2 separate regions of the Gossypium raimondii genome follow, and region 2 is linked to region 1. The links are chromatin contacts, called in public Hi-C maps. All regions are on one chromosome and are shown on one strand. The core of a region is the stretch at or near the end of the contact, and the rest is flanking DNA. Distances in the headings are between cores, read along the strand shown.

Evidence for each region. A called contact is a pair of places that touch in the nucleus more often than the background predicts.
Region 2: a contact with region 1 is called in a Hi-C map of leaf, with 3 times the contacts expected there. The contact joins the promoter of LOC105790983 here to the promoter of LOC105790976 in region 1. A contact is called at or near these places in 2 of 2 Hi-C or Micro-C datasets (both in leaf).

Annotation. Positions count from the first base shown.
Region 1 is chr8:19,550,720-19,555,803 of ASM2569854v1, forward strand. It overlaps LOC105790976 (E3 ubiquitin-protein ligase XBAT32), which reads right to left and starts at 3,659. Exons shown (of 10, transcript XM_012618794.2): 1 at 2,717-3,659; 2 at 2,570-2,629; 3 at 2,319-2,390; 4 at 2,029-2,204; 5 at 1,781-1,941; 6 at 1,027-1,085; 7 at 838-884. The coding sequence starts at 2,911.
Region 2 is chr8:19,874,611-19,879,431 of ASM2569854v1, forward strand. It overlaps LOC105790983 (probable alpha,alpha-trehalose-phosphate synthase [UDP-forming] 11), which reads left to right and starts at 2,867. Exons shown (of 3, transcript XM_012618806.2): 1 at 2,867-4,821. The coding sequence starts at 3,238.

The DNA of each region.
Region 1 (5,084 bases), core at 2,409-4,908:
CTCAAATCCAATATTTCATGAACCAACAGAACGCATAGAAGTTGATTGGCATTTCATTAATGAAAAAATGCAAGAGCTGGTATCTACCAGTTACCTAAAAACTGAAAATCAACTTCGTGACATTTTCACAGAAGCTCTCTTCGAGAATCGGTTTCAATTTCTTTGTAACAAGCTAGGCATGATTACTATTTATGCTCCAGCTTGAGGGGGAGAGTTAACAGGTTGTAAATATGTTGTACTGTAAGTATCTTATATTTAGGGATTCTAGCAGATAATTAGGATTAAATTTTGTACTCTTTCCTTTATAGTATTTTCAATATCAGTACAAATACTCACATCAATGGATAAAGAGAAATGATCTTCTCCTTACTTTTTACATTTTCTAGCATCTTGTCTTAGTCTTATTCTTAGTCTTGCTTCTTTCTATACCTCATTTCGTTTTAACCCATAAATGCAAAAAAATGGTCTGCAGGTCAGAAAGGGAGATTTAGAAAAATGGTAAATGAAATTTCTTAAGGAGGGGAAGGAGCAGAAAGAAAACTAAACAGCGAAAACCTTCAGTGTATCTATTAAAGACCATTCAAAAGTGAAATTGATTTTATAATTACATGCTCCGAAATTCCAATCAAGAAGGCAGTTAACTGATAGCAGCCTGTGCTTAAGGACTCTGTGCGCCCTTTTTACTAACCACTCTTATCAAAGCAGCATCTTAGTTGATTTCTTTTTCTAACTTCGTGCTTTTGAGGTGAAAACATATTATTAGTAATACATTTTAGCAGAAGTTAATGTAACAATGATGCATGGCATTTAAACATGATAAGAGTCACAGTAACATACCCATTTACAGTAGTGGTAGTAATACTGGCACCCCTGGCTATCAAAATCTGAAAGATCATACATCAAGATTATAAGTTAGAAATTGAATAGAGAGAGAGAAAAAATCAGTCATGAATGATATTAGTACGTGATTGAATTTCTTCTAGTTCCCTGTTTCTGGTTGTGATGCTGCAGAGAGCAAGGACATACCTGACAACATTGTGCATTTCCACCACAAGCAGCATAGTGAAGAGCAGTGCTCCCAGCACCTGCAAAGGTAACAAATTTAATGAGGCTACTATTTTAGGAGAAAAATAAGTCTAATATCAAGAGAACATAAAGGAGAAAACACAGATTGTTGGGGAGAAGACTTATTAGCTCAATAGCATTTGAAGTTTTCCTACCTATGCTATGAACCATAACATTCTAAATGATCACCTAAAAGGCCCTCAAGTCTGATCGGATTGTAAAGGCTTTACTAATGAATATATAAATGACAGACACTTGAGAAGAGAAGTCAGTCTGCAGTTTCAAAGCCTCAAAAACATTTAGAAACGGACAAGTGGGGGAGTTTTAGCCATCCAGGGACTAACTGCTTTTGTATTTATGTACAGCTTCTTATCAGATTGGAAGAAGTGTACTAAATTACCAATAAACAGGAACTCCACCTATATATTGTAATTTTGATGTGCATTGGTGGCCTGGAAACCGGAAAGGCAAAATGGAAAAGAAGGGAAAGAGAAAGTGACATTGAAGAACAATAATTATTGAACAAAGAAAACCAAGGCAGAGGATAAAAAGAGGATAAAGAGGGGATCCCTGATGAACATGAAAAAAGTGCAATGCAGAATTAATTTGCCGCTTAATAATGATTTTGCTGTTATTGCTCAATGACAAAAAGCTGCAAAACAATAGACTGAATCAAGCGAGACTGGACAAAATGAATGTTTGAATTCTGAATTACCTATTAGATCAATCGTCGTTCCATCTTCTACAGTGACCTCAGCAACAGAAGCTCCCAAATCCAGGAGCAGCTGAACACTTTCAACATGTCCATTCAAGGCTGCCATATGAAGAGCAGTGACACCGCCATCAGCAGGTTTATTGATAACCTCGCGAAGAGCACTGGAAGGTCAAGATGAAACTGAGAATGAATGAATGAAAACAGAAAGTAGACATAAGAAGCAATAACGAGGATTAATATATATTTACCTCTCATCAAAATCTGAAGTAGATTCTTTATCTTTTGATTTGTTTGTTAATATATTCCAACAATCAGGAATGCTAGGAATATAATCTGCAAGAAGGAGCCTTATGCACCGGGAATGACCATTCAAGGCAGCCAAGTGGAGTGCAGTACCCCCATTAAGATAATCTGCTCTGTGAATCTAAGAACCATTTCAGCACAAACTTCACTTGTCATAATCAAATTCCAATCAAGTTTGAAAACCATACAGATCTATAGCAATAGAGGAAACTAAACTTTCAAGTAACAATCTTACATTGGCCCCAAAAAGAATCAAAATTTGAACAACCTCCCAGTGTCCATATTGACAAGCTTGCATCAGAGCAGTCTGTAGATCACAGTTATTAAGCAAAACTTAAAACAAACAATAGTAACCCAGGAAACCTAAACTAAATTATGTCTGAGAAACCCAAAAGCCACATGAATAATAACTGGTTGGCAAATTTAGAAATGGACTCAAATAATGGATGAGAGAAAAAAGAAACAGAGAATACAAAATTGAATTACCTGACCCCGATAGTTCCTGAGGTTAATATCTACTCCAGACTCAAGCAAGAGCGAAACTATCTGATATAAAAATGAAAAGAAAAAAAATCAGCATTACGGTTAATTTGGAAGAAACGTTTCCAGGCAGAAATTTAAGGTATTGAATACCTCATGGTGACCCTGAGCAGCAGAGTAATGGAGAGGCGAATTGCGAGCTCCAAAAGTTGAATACCTTGCAAGTCTTGGATTGTATTCCAATAAAGCCTTGGCTTCTTGAAGATCTCCATCTCTTGCTGCGGAAACTAGGCGTTCCCCAGATGCGGAACATCCAAAGGAGTTCCCCACAAAGCTTAGAAATCTCATTGATGAGCTTCTCTGTCTGTTCTAAATGCCTAAAAAACGGTGCACCACAAAACCTCTCCTAAATCATAATCCTCAAACCATCCAAATCTTGCGAAATAGACCAAACCAATAACAATGAAGCCTTCCAAAATACATCTAAGAGAAGTTCTAACAGTCAATGTTTCATTTCCTTAAATGGATTGCCACCTTTTTAATTTTGACATCAGAAGAAGAACCTTGCCTGCAATTACTTTAAAAAAGAAAAAAAAATCAGGATGTGACTGTTTTATGGATTAATAAATTGTCTCGTGCTTTTCAAGATGGAACCAAACAAACAAAAAGTTATAAATTCTTCTGACTCTAAGAAAGAAATAAAGATTCCTATCTTTCAAAGTCAAATCCCCATCAAATAAACATCTACAATCTCTAGAATCTCCATTGCGGTCAGATTCCCACTAACAAATACCCAGCTTCAAAATTATCAGGATGACCCAAAATCTGCAAAACCCAATTCCAGATACTCCTAAAAGAATCGGAATTTAAAAGACCCTGATCAAAATAGCATCCTCTCTCTCTCTCTCCCCCCTTTAACAATTGATCAACGTTGAAGCCCTTTAGAAAAGGACTTGACCAAATGGAAGACACGTTTGTACTTAAATGTGGAATAATGGGATGCGGATATAATGTAACCGAAATTGAAATTTGCTACAAATAAGAGAAAGAAAGATCTAAACGGGAGATAAAAATGGGAAATGTTTTTATGAAGACAGCAACCTTTTACTGCAACCTCAACCACTAAATTGACCCGTAAGAACACTTCAAAAATAAAAAATAAATAAAAGCGTGTCCCTATGATTGGCTATTATTGGCCAATTGGCAGTCAACGTTGCTAGTAAGTTCAGGGGTTTTTCTCATTTCTCGGTGAAAGGAAAGTTTATTTCATTGTCAATTATAACTTACAACAAGGTACTAATAAAAGTCAGCTCATCTAGTTGCCAAATCCCATGGTTTTTGTTAACTTTTGGGGGTGTTTAAGATATGAAAATTATATAAAACCTCTTTCGAAACAAAATAGCTAGCGAAAGATAGATGACTGAATGACTTGCAGTCAAATTGATCCAACTATTAATGTTATGGGTGACCATGTAAGACTTGAGTTGGATTTCTGGTTGAAGATACTTCATGCGTTTGAGGCCTGAAGCAATGGCGGTGCCTTCAATTGGACTCCATTTGGATTTTAGAAATTTTAGATTAGTGGTTTCTAACAATGTGGATAGAAAGAATTGTACGGCCTAGGTTTCATTGTAAGTTACACAACCCTGCGGAGAATGGCATGCTGCAGCTGTACGACATCATACATGGGATGGGATGGGAGGCACCTAATTTCATTTGGGTACCAGTTTTTCTTAAGATTATGATTCCATAATAAGTGATAACTTTTAAATTTTAAAGTTTGATATATAAAAAAATTATTTTCTTTAGAATCTAATTTTTATTTAAAAAATATTATAAACAAAATTAAACTTATTTATTTTTATTAGAGTTGTATAATCCAAATTCCTATTAAATAAAATAAGATATTGCTTGCAAGTTAAATTAAAATATATATATATTTTTCTAGAAAATTTAGTATTTATTAGTATAATATATTTAACATTTATTAGTATAATTTATTTAACCTACAATTTAGATTATAAAGAGACTATTTTACAACCTTAGAAAATACATCCATTAAATATTAGAACTTATAACAGCTTTTAGAGAATTTTGTATTTACGTTTTAAGGGTTCTTTATTTTCGAGTTTTGGGATTTAGTTTTTATCTTCATCTTTTGTACTCTTCGTTCTTTTACCATTATAGTAAAATTATATTTACTCGTGACTTTTTATCCTCTTTGGAAGGGTTTTTCCACGTTAAATTTGTGTTCAATTTCTCAATTTCTTTTGCTATTTTTACTTATTCATTACATAATTGGGTTGGTCCTCAACAAGTGATATCAAAGCTAGATCAATTTTCATATATCAACCCGTTCAGATATGGCAGCAGCAGGGTTTGACACTGAGAAGTTCGATGGTATCACAAATTTCAATCTATGTCAAGTTTGGATGATAACAATTCTAGTTCAGACCGGCCTGAAAAAGGTCGTTACTGAGAAAAAGCCTGAGAATCTAGATTAGACAGAATGGGAAGAGCT
Region 2 (4,821 bases), core at 1,617-4,116, 320 kb after region 1:
AAAAGTGTCACGTGACATCTACATGTATTAAAAATAAAATAGATTTATAAATTCTAAGAGAATAAATAAAATTATAAAAAATTTATAAAATAAAATATAATTAAAATTTTAGAAAGTTATTGTTTGGCTTTGACCTAGTGTTGACAGATGATTAACCCATATTGATAAATGTTGATAAAGTATTGATTGATCATTGTCCATCGTTGACTTAATAGTATTTTCAAGTTTTATATTAGAATATTTTTAAAGATTTAAAATTATTTTTACTATGAGAAATTTTTTAAATTTAAAATTTAATTTTTCTAATATATTAAATTTTATATTCTTTTTAATCTTCATAATCGAACTATTATTTCAATTTTGAAATTTTATTGCAATAATTTAAAAATGTCTATTTCAAAGAAACCAAAAAGTGTAATAAAAATTTTAGAAATTGAAAAAATAGTTAAATTATGAAAATAAGAAGAATATAAAATTAGACATTAGAATTTTTAAAAGATTTTAAAATATTTTTCTCACAAAAGAAACAATATATAAATTTATTTTTTAAAAAAGTTTCTAATATAAAACTTGAAGAATACTACTACGTCAGTCAAAATAAAATGGAACTTTCTAAAATGCTAATTATATTTTTAATTTTATAAATTATCTTTAAATTTTAATTATTTTTAGAGTTTATAAATCTATTTTTATTTTAATACATTTTGATACCATGCCACGTGGCATTTTCTAATTGGGACATTTTAATCAAAATTTTAACAATAGTAGAGTAAACTGATTAACAAAATGTAACTTTAGATATCAATATAAGCAAAATAAATATCAAAATGAAAAAATGATATACTTTAAAGGGTAAATGATGTTTAGGCGGTGATAAAATTATGAAATTTTCTTTTGAAAGAAGTTATAATTGTGGTTTCAGAAAATGCAATTTATATACTATAATTGAAATAAAAAATTATTTACACAATCAAACTAATAAAAATAATTAAAATAAATGAGAAACACAATAAAATTATGGCATAATAAATTATTTGGCTTTCTAACTTTATAAAAAGTTATTTTAGCTATTTATTTAATTTTATTTTTTAATAGTTAAACTTGTGTTGTTTATCAAATTATCCTAAAATGGATGGAAAAATTAACGTCTGTTAACTTGGTTGATGCGTAATTCACGTGTATACCAAGTTAGCAATTAATTAATTTTATAAAATTTAAAAATATTAAATTTTTTATAATTTTAATATAATTAATTTTTTGAAAATTTTAAAGTTAAAAAAATTTAATAATGACGTTTACATGAATGCCATGTGAGTAAAGTTAAAATATGTTAACTTTTTCATATATTTTGAAATAATTTGACAAACAATATAAGTTAAAAAATTTTAAAAAATAAATATAATGCTAAAATAATTTTAATTAAAATACTAAATATGATTAAGCGATAAAATTATGAATATGTACATGAAAAACAATAAATTATGGATTTTGTTGGAAAGGCATAACATAACCTAATCCCATCCCATCCATTATCACTATGAAACCTTACAACAATTTTTGAAGGAAAGAAATGTCCTAGGTTGGTGAGTGACGTGGCAGCTCATAAGTGGTTGACAACACTAACTCCGAAGATACGCGAATCTGCCCCGTCATCAGTCGAAGACACGTCCGTGACTTTGGCTTCGTTTAACAACCCAAACACGCCACATTTCCACTAAAATAATTCCACCTGGCAATCTCTACCTCCCTTTAATTTATTGCACGTGAAATTTAATTAATAATAAATAAAAAAAACAACTTTGTTCAAGTGTTTTTCCCTGAACCTCGTCACGGATAATGAAAATAAAAATAAAATAAAAATAGAATATGTTTACTCCATCTATAAAAAACTAAAATAAAATATTTGAAAAAATCCAAAAGAAAAAGAGAAGTCCTTTGACAGAGAGAGAGAGTCTGATGGATAGGCGTCTAGAGTTGAAATCTTTACACGTGCCAGCGATGAGAAAATTCATGACCGAGTAAATCTGTGTAGCGATTTCGGACACGTTTCTTTCTGATTTTTTTTTTGACGTGCTACTTTTCGAAATTAATAAAAAAATCTTCCTTTCTATTTGGTTATCGCTATTTAAGAGTGTAAAATATATATAAAAAAATACATAATTGTCCCTTTTGCTCCAAAAAATCAGCACCTTGATTAATGGCAGAATGAAGGTGTTAACCTAATCCTTAATACTTCTTAATAAATGATGCATATAATACTAATGCTGTTTTAATTCTCAAATCATAAGTAACCTTTCTTTTTGTGATTTTATCAATGTATACAAATTTTGTTAGCACGCTTAAAATTAATGCAAAAGATTATTTTACTTAGTGTATTAAAATCAAATAAAAATATATTAAGTATTTTGATTTCTATATCACTGCTTTTATCATTTTTTTAAATAACCTATTTGAATAGCTTAATTAATACAACCCATAGCATAATAAAAGAAATGCTAGCTAACATTTAATGTCAATGATTAAATATTTAATCGCACCATTAGTGATTCGATAAGCACTAATCCAAAATCACATTAAAAATACGTAAATCTTAGTCTTACTTATCCCTATCTCTCATTTATTATTGCTTTTATTTTTTTTAACTTTAAAAATTTTTAAAGGCAAAGAACAAAATTATGAAGTAGTAAAATAAAAGTAACCGCGGGCGAACAGTGGATCGGACATAAAGAGTCGGTTACAGTGAGGAGAGAACCTGATGTACCCAAGTTCAGAAGATAATGGTGTAGACGCATTGAATCAGGACCGTTGGAACCATGCCTTGACGTACTCACGCACATATATAATATTTTCTCTCTTTCTCTCACTCTTTTCGTTCTTATCCTCAGCCTGCTTCTTTCCTTGCTTAAGAGCTCTTTCTCTCTCTTTTTCCTCCGTTTCTTGGGTTCCTTTATGGAATGTGTATCCATATCTTTGATTTAAATCGCTGCCAAGATTCATATTTCTTTGTAATAATGCTCTTCTGTAAATGCCTTTTAACAGAACCCTAAAGCTGCAACCTTCCCTTCTCAGAGAACGTATAGAAAGAAAACAACACCAAAGAATTAAACTCCCTTCTTCATTGATTTTTTGAATACCCCTGTATTGGTTCTTTGATTCCTTTTCTTCTTCTTCTTCTTCTTCTGTTTTCTATGTTTGTATAGAATTTCACATACGGAGTTGGGTTTCTTCGCTTGAAACATGGTTTCTAGTTGCTGCTTAGACCAATTAAATTTATTGTCTACCGATGATTTTCGAGTCATGAATCGGATCCCGCGAGTCATGAAGGTATCAGGAGTCATATCTGATTTCGGAGAAGATCAGCAAGCTATGCCACGGAAAAGGGTTATTATCGTTTCCAACCAGTTGCCTTTACGTGCGTGGAGGGACTCGGTCTCCAATGAATGGTGCTTTGAATTTGACGAGAATGATCTCCTTGCTCTGCTGAGAGACGCTTTCCCTCCTGATACAGAGGTGCGATACGTTGGGACGTTGAAAGCTGATGTAGACACAGCGGATCAAGAGGAGGTGGCTCAAGTTCTGCACGACAAGTTCAGTTGCGAAACCATATTTCTGCCCGTGGATATGCGGAACGAGTTTTATCATGGCTTTTGTAAACACTATCTATGGCCTTTGTTTCATTACATGATGCCCATGACGGGGAACGATGGGGGACGTTTCGATCGTTCACAGTGGATGGCTTACGTGTCTGCTAATAGAATATTTGCTGATAAAGTTCTGGAAGTAACGGATAGAGATGATGAAGATGAAGATCATGTTTGGGTGCATGATTATCATCTTATGGCTTTACCTACTTTCTTGAGGAGACGGTCTAATAGGGTAAAGCTTGGCTTTTTTCTACACAGTCCATTTCCTTCATCTGATATGTATAAAACTTTACCTGTTAGAGATGAAATTCTTAGAGCTTTGCTAAATTGCGATTTGATTGGCTTCCATACATTCGATTACGCTAGGCATTTCTTGTCTTCTTGTCGAAGGATTTTGGGCTTGCATTCTGAGTCCAACAGGGGTCACATTGCATTAGAATATTATGGGAGGACTGTGACTATTAAGATTTTGCCTGCTGGGATTCATATGGGGCAACTTGAATCTATGATGTCCGAGGAAAGCACCCTTAGGATGGCTAAGGAGCTGAAGCATAAGTATGAGGGGAAAATTATGATGGTTGGCGTCGATGATTTGGACTTGTTTAAGGGAATTCCTCAGAAATTTTCAGCCATGGGGGAGCTTTTGGAAACGAATCAGGAATTGAGGGGCAAAGTGGTGTTAGTACAGATTACAAACCCGGCGAGGAGTTTAGGCCGGGATGTGCAACAACTTCTGGATGAGGCCAATAGCATTGCCAAGGAGGTCAATAACAAATATGGGGAACCTGGATACCAGCCAATAGTTTTCCTCAAGGGACCTGTCACTACACAAGAGAAGCTTGCATATTATGCAGTTGCCGAGTTTTGTGTGGTGACTCCTGTAAGAGATGGGATGAATTTGGTGCCATACAAGTATACTGTTTGTAGACAGGGCTGCCCTGCTTTAGATAGGGCATTGGGGGTCGATGAAAACTCGCCTCCCAAGAATAGTGTCATCATTGTCTCTGAATTCATTGGCTGCTCACCCTCTCTAAGTGGGGCAATCCGTGTCAATCCATGGAATATTGATGAAATGGCTAATGCAATGTATAGAGCCATTGATTTGTCGGAGACGGAGAAACATTTGCGCCATGAGAAGCATTACAAGTATATTAGCTCTCATGATGTTGCTTATTGG